Regions from separate parts of the Anas platyrhynchos genome. Here region 1 is linked to region 2. A link is a contact called in public Hi-C data. All regions are on one chromosome and are shown on one strand. The core of a region is the stretch at or near the end of the contact, and the rest is flanking DNA. Distances in the headings are between cores, read along the strand shown. Region 1 overlaps HS6ST1 (heparan sulfate 6-O-sulfotransferase 1). Region 2 has its middle 46 kb from the start of SAP130.

Region 1 (5,406 bases), core at 1,232-3,731, 150 kb after region 2:
GACTCAAATGATATCATCACTTGGCTTTATGCAGAGTGCCCCCTCAATCTTAAAAGTGTTTAACGCTATATTGTCTGTCTTCTCTGGTCAGGAATGAAGAAAGCAAAACACAGAAAGATCTGGGTGGGGTCAGAGCATCAGACGCAGGAACAGAAGTCATTGCAAGGCCAGCTAGCAGAGGGACCTGTTGGGGCCTTACCCCAGCAATCCCTGTACAATCTGAAGAGCATAGAAACCATTTCCACAAAAACAAAACAAAACAAAAAAACAACATTTTTCTAAAGTCTTGATGACTTTCACTGCTTCTAAAATAGCCTAACATTTCATTGAAGTAAAACCATATGGTAAATGCTACATTTTTTTCAGATTACTCATAAATAGGTTTGTGTGGGATGAAACTACACTGATTCCTTTTAATTGTCACTACAGATATTTAATTTTCTATTACATATGAACCAAGTTATTTTTATTGGATATTGATGGAATTAGTTTTCTTCCAATATACACTTAAAAAGCATTCAGTATTCTACTGTGAAAGTTACCATAATTAGTAAAAAACAAAACAAAACAAAAAAACAGATGTCAAAATGTTAATAGGCAATAAAGGCAATTCAGGTAATAATGGTGATAAATACTTATTTAAAATAGAATCACTTGTAAGTGCAATATTGGGACATTTGTTTTACTAAAAAGTATTTGCAGAACTGAAGAAAATCTATGGATGTAGCATGGTTCTGCAATACGTCAGCCATTCCATTTGGCCTCCAAAAGCAACAAGCTGTCTTGAAGGACTGGAATTTTCTTTGCTTTCCTCAAGCAAAACAAGCACAGACATAAACCTGCTGTTACTGAAATCAGTAGTTTTGACTTCAGTGGCTGTAGAATTAGATGAAAACCTCCCACTTTTTAAAATCCCATCCTGGGTTAAGTGCAGCTTGTTCTTCAAGAGGAGGGCAGGGCATACCTCAGAGAATTACTTCATTACAGAGCTGTTTATTTCAGAAAAAAAAAAAAAGAAAAAGAAAAAGAAAAAGATTATTTACAGGAAAAGTTGGTAAAAATAGTGCTAAAGTGTTTTTCTTCCCTTCAGGTATATATTAGGATTAAGAAAATAGCTCTGTAATGAGAATGGGAGGACTAAAAGGTTTGCTTTGAAGTGGTACGGCATGGCAAACACAGCCATGTCTAGCTATTAGAGCACTAGATCATAAAGCACAAAGGTTCCCAGGTCGTTGTCCTGTTGCACAGCTATAGCAGCATCATTTCACCTTTCCATGCCTATTTTCCTCCAGTTTTAACTGCAGGCATCTAAAAGCAGGAATCATCTGTTATCAACAGCTTCTGTGATGCTCAGAAATAAAAAGAGGCAACATCACTTGTGGCATTTTGTACCACCAGTTTACAATGATGTTACAGATTCCACTCAGTATTTCTTCTCCCAGTCTGACTACAGCAACAGACACACTCTGGCACAGCTGGAGCAAAGGAGCACTTCAGCAGCCAGCTTTGCCTTATTTCAGAGAATGTCACTGTCCACGGAACTACACTCCTACTTCAAGGGCAAGTAAACTGTGTCCTACATTTTTTTTTCTGTGGTTTCAAAATGCTGTTGCTCTCCCCCCCTTCCCACCAGCCTGGTTTCTCTCCCAGCTCTGTAAACTACATTCAAAGTAAGCTTTTTTTTCTACTTCTGTTTGTCAAGTCCAAACGAAGGAGAAGTCTTTATTAACAGAGATGTCAGCTCCTGAAAAGTGTTTCTTCTGTGCATTCTGTGGTTATAAAAAGCTTTCTTTTTATAGGTCTGCCTGAGTTTTCCATCCCTCGGCTGTCTTCACTCTACAAAGCACTTTAGTGATAAAGCCTGCATTCGGACACGGATGATCTTTAGCTAAACATCTACTTAGGAATCAGAAAGTATCACAAAAGGTTTAGAGGTCAATAGGTATGAAAATCTAAACAGGCTGTGAACTTCTGTGTCATAACACTTGCATCCAGCTCTAAAACTTGCATAGAGAGCAAGTAAGGAGTCTCAGCATTGCCCATACTGTGCTTCCTCAAGCACACCTAGGTCTCACTCTCATTTTTGTTTAGGAATTCGAGAAAATTCTCAGCTGCCTCCAAAGGGACCTGCTGCTGCCCGGAGCTGAGCCAGTAAGTGATGTTGTTTGTGCCTCCGTGAGAGCAGATTTAAGGAAGGGGAAAAAACAAACAAACAAACAAAAAAACCTGCCAGACAACAGCAGCTGGGAGAGAGGAGTGAGAAATGGCCTTGCGGGCACCAGGAAAGGAGAAGAGGAAGGAAGTTAAAAATAAAATCTTCTTGGGAGTCCCCTTGCCTCACAGGCAGCACAGGAGACACCACTGCTGGTGGAAGAAGAGGCAAATGGAAGCTCTGAGGGCCGGTGACGTTCATGACACACTCAGGGGGGCTGGAAGGCCTGCTCTGTCACAATCAGTGTCCAATAGCCCACACCGGCCGCAAAAGTGACTGCAGTCTCAAAAGTTTTTTGTTCCAGTATCTGTGAGCCAATTATGTGTGCATATCAGCTCTGCCAAGGGAGAAGGACAGGGAGCAAGGACAGAAGTGCTCCCTAAGGGTGCTGTTAGGATAAGGTATGGCTACGGTGAAAGGGGAAACATGGAAACACCCCTGCACGAATAACCTGCCAGAGCACCAATGCCTGCAGCAGCATAAGAAGCACAGACAGAAGAAATCAATGGACACCTGGGAAGATAGAAACAAGAGAAAAAGTCAGTTTCTTTCAAGTATATACAAAATAGCCTAAGCAGTCCCCAGACTTGGTGACAACACCTGATGTTAGGTGCACATTTACATAGGACTGAAATTTGCAGACTCCTAAAAATACTTCTACGTCAAAGGGATTTTCAAAGTGATTTATTGTCCACCTACTGTCAGAAATGAAAATGTTGCTTATAAAAATATTGTCCCATGCATCAGCAACAAGAAGAATAACACAACCTTGCAGTCATTTCATTAAGGCTTGGGGGTAAAAAAAACAAACACAAACAGCACCAAACCAACAAACAACTGTTTTCCATGCCATGGTAAACTCAGTTTGAACACACTGACAGAGTGAAGCATAAAACAGGGTCAATACTCCCTCATGCCTTCCATTAAACTCAGAAACAAACTTGAGGGAGATTGATCTTGTCCTTCAGTAACAGTGACAAAAAGGATACTAAAAGGTCCAGATCTAAATCTCCAAAGTTAAAAAGTATCAGTATCCCAAACTTTTGATCAGTAGACAGTGGCTGTAGAAGCCTATCTTCAGATGCTCAAGGGGAGTATAATTTTAGCACCTGCTAAAATTTGGGAAGGTGCCTCCACTGGCACATCTAAAACATTTTAAGCTTAGCTCTGCAGTACAGGAGCCTGCCAACTGTCTGTAAAGGGTAGCACATTTTTATGCTACTGTGTAAACAAAGTGACATCTTTCTGAACATTGGTACAACTCAGTAGATCGTATATCAGCAAAGCTCAAAGCAAGAGCAAAATGACAGCTGCCTTCTTTGTTGTGAGAAAGTACCCCTAGAGAAGGATTTTGCATTGGCTTCAGGCATTTTCCAGGTGCACACCGACACCTCTGCTTCCTCCCCAGCAATCCACACCTTTTCACTCTGTTAGGCTAAGCCCACTCTGTCCTATACAAGCACATGCAGATTTAGACCTGGAGGTGCAGACCACTGCAAGATAACGCTGCAGGGAGAGACTCCTTTATCCAACCTAAAATTTCTGAAAAAAAAAAAAAAAAGTACGTTTGAGCCAGAGGAGCACTGTTGCATAAGAAACTTGAAAACAAAAACAATTCTCTGTCAACTTGAAATGCCATGAGATGTATTTTATCCCTGAGGATTTCATTTGCTGAATTTAGAGGTAGAAAGCTCCCTTACTTTGACCTTGCTTCCCAGCACTTCAACTTGCTGGCTGAGAGCGGTCCTGGCCCACAGTCAGATGACAGCGATGCTTTTCCTATCCCAGACTGCCGAAAGCATTCCTTCACACCCTCTCCACGTGCTGCAATGAGACACAATCCCAAAGCACAGTTCTGGATCCCAGCATAGGGGAGATTTATCTGTAACCGACTACAGAATACATTTTTGCCCAGATGTGGGCATTTATCTCAGGGAACCTTCATTTATTTTTTTTTTCCTTACCCTTCTAGGAAGAACCTGAGACTGACACGAGGCAGTTACACTCTGATTGTAAAAACTGCTAAACCTGGAAAAGAGTTTTCAGCCCATGGCCACCACACAGCAGGGCAGGGACTCAGTGATGTCAGGTCCCTTCTCCAAGCTCCCCTCTCAGCAGAGTTAATGGGAGCACACTTTGGTTCGCATACGAACATTTTCTAAGCCCTGAGACATGCTACAGCTTTCCTCCTGTTTTCTCTCCCAGCCAGTCAGAAAGGTAGACATTTAATCTCCAGCCTCATTACTTGTCCTAATGAAATATCAGCAGCAAATGCACAGGTGTTTAACTGCTGTGGAACGCCTGCAGATGCCAGCAATCCCTCAGGCAGGGAAATCATCACAGTCAACTGCCTTCGAAAGGTCATGACGGCAGCACAAGGTCATAGGAGACCTCTGACCTTCATTTGCAGCACTCAAGGAGCTTTAGCTCTCCCTCGCTTTGCTTTCCCAAGCACAGAATGCATCCCCTCCTCTCCCCGTCCCTCTTTGGCAATGCAGTCTCTCAAGGGTTCTTCTGCATTATTCAAAACAAGTGCAAATGTGTGACCTAAGGGAGACCTGACTGGGACCTAACAAAAGAGAGTTACAAACAGCTAGACCGCTCCTGAATGGAGACACAGCTCTGCCTCCCTGCCTCCCTCCGCTCTCCCCAGCATTCCCGGGAGATGCTGAAATGTTAATCTGCATTACAAGCCCCAAGCTCACTGAAAGCATCCTTCTTCCCAGTGCACAGCAGTGGGCGTGATTTATTGCTGCTCTCAGCCCCGGGGTTGTGAGCCACAGCACTGGCTGTATGCATGAAATGGTACAGAAACTAGTTGACAGGAATCCAAGGGGAAAGGACATACGAAAACCAAGAACAGAAAAGAGAGAACAAAGGAAGAGGAGAGCAGCGTGCTAATCTAGTCAGGTACCTGCCACCTCCACCCCCTTCGCTTTAATTAAAAAATTAAAGATCTTCCAACTGCCAAAATCTTCTACCTGGCTTTCCCTTCCTGAAAGAAGGAATGGAAGGACCTAGAGAGGCGGGAGAAAAGCACTGAATTCCTGCATTTTTTTCCCCTGCTATAAGCCACCACACAACAAAAAAAGCCTGCAGATATTTGGACAGCTAGAGACTGCCTTTGCAACTGTGCAATATTGTTAGAAAGCAAGACAAAAAGGAAGGAAAAATACAAAGAAACATTTTCAAAT
Region 2 (5,004 bases), core at 1,965-4,464:
ACTCAGAACAAGGAAATTACAAGTTCTTTACAAAACAAGATCTTCTGCTATCAAACACCTTTGGCTTCACTTTTGTCAAATATTATCTGAAGCTAGAAAATACAGTAACCTCTGAAATCTAGCACAGTATTTTCAAGGCCTTGTTTGGAGTTGGGTAGGAAGAAAATATTTTTTTAAATAAATGTCAGTTACAAAATTATCTTTTTTAAGTATGCTCTCCTCCATTTTAATAGTTAAGGTATGTACTTACTTAAACAGCCATGTCACTACTTGTTTTTTTCTTTTTAGCAAGCTATAGCGAGGAAGAAAAATTCTCTAACAGAGACCATACTCTTCTGTTAATTTATTTTTTTTATAAAAAATTAATAGAAATAAGAAGAAACCAGACACATGTATTGTGAGGTTTTGTACATTTTGCTGTACTAAGAGTCCTGTACCTATTCTTAAGTACATTATAAAATCCACATGGTACTAGTCATTGTGAATGTAAACTACTACAGTTTTTCCTGGAAAGCTACTGTTTATCTGCACGCAAGAGTAACAATGAAAGGAGGATATTCACTTGTTTTAGATCTGTGCGTATGCTTGCTGGTAGTGCTCAACTGGGCCTTAAAAGAAAATCTTCAGCCAAATAAATCCAAAAAGCATCTTATTCCAGGATGATTACTGAAATGGAGCTATTTCTGATCATGCCACTGAGGGCCTGTTCCTGTAAACTTGTAAAACTTACAAGAAATAGAAAATTGAGGTTAAAGAGGTTGCAGCATAAGTTTGGATCGGCAGTCTAGAAAGCTACTTCTGTGGTAAAGTGATGATGCTGTTTCTCATCTCTGGCTCTAACAAGTTTGTCCTGTTGGCGAGATGTTCACACTAAAAACCCCACATTCTTTTAAAAGGAAGATGTCCCTGCCTTACTGGAAAATAAGTAGAGAAATACTGAAGTATGTTGTTAAGCTATCTCTTCATTGAGCTACTGGTGCATTTCTTGTAAAAGAAGGAAATGAAAGGGGGTGGGATTTAAAAAAAATAAAAAGTAACAATCCAGTTGTTTTTTTAGGAATCAAATCCTTTATAAACCATTTGGTCTCTCCACTTCTGTAATCTTTTAAAGAATATGCCATACCTCTGTGGCACCGCTACCTAGTGAACCAAGACAGGGGGAGTTACTCTCGAATGAATACTGAATGAACCTGAACTGAGGTTGCAGGGAGTTTCGTAGCTCAGTGACAACAATAAGATGACTAACAGAATAAATTTCTGTTCTTTACCTCTGTCTCTCATGTCAATTATTTTGGTTCTCATAACTGATGTTTTAACGGCATTACTCTCAGTACGTTTTGTTCACTTACTCTTGTATTCAGCTATGGTACTTTCTAAAATGATTATACAGGAAGAGTTTTAGAGTTCCTCTTCCATGCTGGTCTTGCTAAGAATGGTATTAAAATAACACTTAAAGGAGACTACTGAAAAAGTCTTACATTTAAGGTTACCTTACATTAAGGTAAAGTGTTTATTTTTCCAACTTTACCTACTAATAAAAAATTAGTGCTTCTAGGTTAGTTTTCTAGTTTTATGCTATTAAATTCATAGTAAACAGAAACGTTACTGTTCTCAAATCGTAATTTTTAAAACTGCAAAGCTGAATCTGGATTTTATCAACTCTGAAAAACTCAGGGAAAGCTAAGAAAAGGCTCCAAAACAGAGTCTTTGTTTATCAAAAAACTGAAAAGTAGACGGTTTTGCACAGAAGGTGCAGTTGAATGTCAGAAATGTGTATTTGGTCTTGTACAGTAAGTTGTCTGAACTTGCAGAGGTTTGGAAAGCAAGAACAAATCCTAGGAGACAAAGCAGAAAAGGAAGCAGCAAGAAAAAAATATGCCACATGTAAGCCCCTCCCTTTTAATGTTTATGCAAAAAAAATATATATTTATGCAGCAGTGAGTTGCTGTAGCTGCCCACCATGTCCTGCCTGCCTCTGGACCTCTTGCCACATGTGCAAGGCATTACTTGTGTGTTCAACCTGGCAGTTCACTTCCTCAACAGTGAGCTTAAAAGTAATTTCCAGCAACTATAGCTCACTCTCACCCATAAGCAGAGCAAGCTTTGCCACTGAAAGACTTACTGACTTGCTCTGAATTAATGGCCTGGGGAGACTCAGTTATCCCATGCGCTTTGTAACAGCACTGTGTGGGGATCCAGCCCGCCCCGTGCTGAGGCCACGGCGCTCAGATACAAGATACAGTAGTTAGGATGCCCTTATCATCAGGACATAAAAGCAGTGGCAGGGATGCTCCGGTGCATGTCTCCCCCTCACCTCCCCAAGCCAAGAATCCTCTCGCTCACTGGTTTGGCCTGCCCACAGGCAGCACACACAGACATCCCTGTCCATGCTGTGTGCACTCAGGTTTGCTCTGGGTGCCACAAGCCTCCCTGCCCCATCACCAAAACTTTTCGCCTGTACTCAGCTTGATGTCCTAATACCCAGCTAGATATATGGCTCATAACAAGCCCTGGAGGAAGGGCTGTTGGCTTTAATCCTGTTGTAGCAGACACCTGCCAGCTGCATCACATGAGGAAACCCCATGAATCAGTAAGAGTAGTTACAGGAACATCTCTCTTAGAAGTTCCTGCTGGACACTGACAAGCTTGTCTGGTCACTCCAGTACCACGTGGAGGTGAGTGGAGATGCTCAGAGTGTAGGTGCAAGCCTCAGGGCTGGGACTTGGGAAGAACTGAGCTCCCCCCACCATTGCAGATCCACCCAGCTGCTGCACAGTTCCTCACTCACACGTCTCACCAACTCATAACCATAAAATGTTTTGTGTCTGACAAGTCCAGCCTGACTTGCAGTCACTGCAGAAATGCCTGAAGTGCACCCCAGGAAAGGAATTAAACCTGTGCCCTCTGGAACAAAGACTCAGAAACATGCCAACTCCTTACCACAGCCACTACAGGAGCAACGCAAAGCACAGCTCCCTCGAAGGCAGCTGACCTTCCCACACCCTGCAGCTTCCCCACAGCTGCCTTGAGTCACCACAGAAAGGTTCATCCTGATGCTGTATTTACGTATAACACTTCAACCTTGGCTAGCGTTGACGGTGTAAATATACTAACATTCAAGCCAAAAGAATTCAAGGAAATGCTCTCTGCATCTGCTCTGCCTTCCTCTTAGCCATATACCTGTACTTAGCCAGTCAAAAGCATTGTTGGTGGATTCTACACTCCATCTGTTTTGATTCAACATATGGATCTTTGCTGACTTGAAGATAATTAAAAGACTTCTCCCCCTACTCTCCCTTTCTGTCTGCAGCGCATATGCCAGCTGCTTGTTGGAATCCAGATAATTGATGAGCACTCCCTGATCAGGAAACTCGAAGAGAATCATTTCTGACTGCTAGGGTTTATTGCTGACTGGACTTTATTAGGATTGTTGCTAAGACATATTACCTTGTGCTTGGAATACATGGAATTTGTTCCTCATTGGTCAAATTGGGGTTTGATGAGGAATGAAAGCCATGTTTCTTCTGTGTGAAGATCTGGAATAAAGAATTCTGAAATACACTTGGTAATGGCACAGCAGGGTCCTCTTGTGTGTCTGGGCAGCTCAGGGAAGAGGCAGTGATCAGGAAGTGCTCTGCCTCTGTAACTGCTGCTGTTACTGCACCTCGGCACAAACACGCTGGAGGTGAAGGACACTCCTGAGCACACTGCTGAGCCTGCAAAGCAGGGGGGAAGCACCCTGGCACCCACTGGCAAGCACTTAGCTCATTACTGAGCTCTCCCAGCTTCCAGGGATGGGAGGGGACTGGCTAAGACACACACCCATCTTTAGGAGAGGGCAGGCAGTTACCTAGCTGAATGTCATGCACTGTGTCACCAGCTTCAGAGCTCACTAGTCCCATCTCTGTTGGATGCTGTTGTATTTTTTCACTACTGCCCCTCTACTAACCACAGCCACCCTTGGTACAGCACACACTCACAGCTCCCTGCTACAGCATACCACAAAACGGAGAAACAACTGCTTTGTTTGCTTAAATCGGTTCCCAACAGCAAAGCCATGCATCTCTTTTTGTCTTCTTTTTTTTTTCCCCCCTTCCCTTTTCTGGGGAGAGTTTCTGCCATTCAAATTTGCTACATCTTCTTTCTCTGCTGAAAAGAACATCTCTAAGATCTTACTCTGTTAGATCCAACATTTTCTCCACCTGTGTTACTTACAACAAAGAAAGTAAGGACTTCAGAGTTCAACGCAGTACCTTCATCCTTTAAACTGTTTTCTTGATATTTTCTGGTTTGCTTGGTTGATTTTTGATTTCTTAAATAAAGAAAAGGAACTTTTGGCACCAAAACTGAATATATTATTCCAAGTATTCCAGGATCAATTTCATCAACACTGCACAAAGAAAAACGTTAGCATGTGTATCCACGCTCATTTGCCTTTTGTATCTTCCAGCACAACAGGAGGCTTTCTGCCTGTCCTACTGAGAATTTCTTTTGAATTGCTTGTCTGCTACAATCACTAAATCCTTTTTTTTTTTTTTTTGACTCAAGAATGTAGTTTCCTATTTCTAGGAAGTCCTTGTGTGTCTTATTCCTAGATGTGTAATCTCTAATTTGCTTTACTGAAATGCTTTTTTTTTTTTTATATATTTTTGTTCCCTTCCAGAAAGAGGCCCCAAGAAATCTGCATTGCTGTGTATGATTCACTGCCGCTAAACAGCTGTCACCACAATTACTTCCAGACCTTTATGAAAGCACTGAATAGTACCGATCACTGCAGAACCTTTACAGGAAAAAAAAAAAAAAGATTCTGAAACACCTACTTGATAGGGATTCCCACTAATTATTGCTACTTTGTTAGCAGGTTCTTAATCCTTTTAATGCATGCTCTAGACATTGGCTATATGATAACATTATTTTGGAGCAACGAGGTAGGCTCTTGTGAAGGATTTATATATGCATTTGATGCTGTTATTAAGCCCAAACCTATCATTCCTCAAAGTCGCA

Evidence for each region. A called contact is a pair of places that touch in the nucleus more often than the background predicts.
Region 1: a Hi-C map of liver shows a contact between it and region 2, with 2.4 times the contacts expected there. The contact joins two enhancer-like sites. A contact is called at or near these places in 3 of 8 Hi-C or Micro-C datasets (F5 follicle, liver and skeletal muscle).

What each region holds. Positions count from the first base shown.
Region 1 is chr9:17,595,985-17,601,390 of IASCAAS_PekinDuck_T2T, forward strand. The region is part of intron 1 of HS6ST1 (heparan sulfate 6-O-sulfotransferase 1); the gene reads right to left. Among named protein-coding and RNA genes, the nearest start is that of HS6ST1, 57 kb to the right of the region's middle. Within about 2 kb of position 2,482, at least 2 of the 8 cell types and tissues checked have an H3K27ac peak or open chromatin away from gene starts, as enhancers often do.
Region 2 is chr9:17,447,982-17,452,985 of IASCAAS_PekinDuck_T2T, forward strand. No RefSeq gene overlaps it. Among named protein-coding and RNA genes, the nearest start is that of SAP130, 46 kb to the left of the region's middle. Within about 2 kb of position 3,215, at least 1 of the 8 cell types and tissues checked has an H3K27ac peak or open chromatin away from gene starts, as enhancers often do.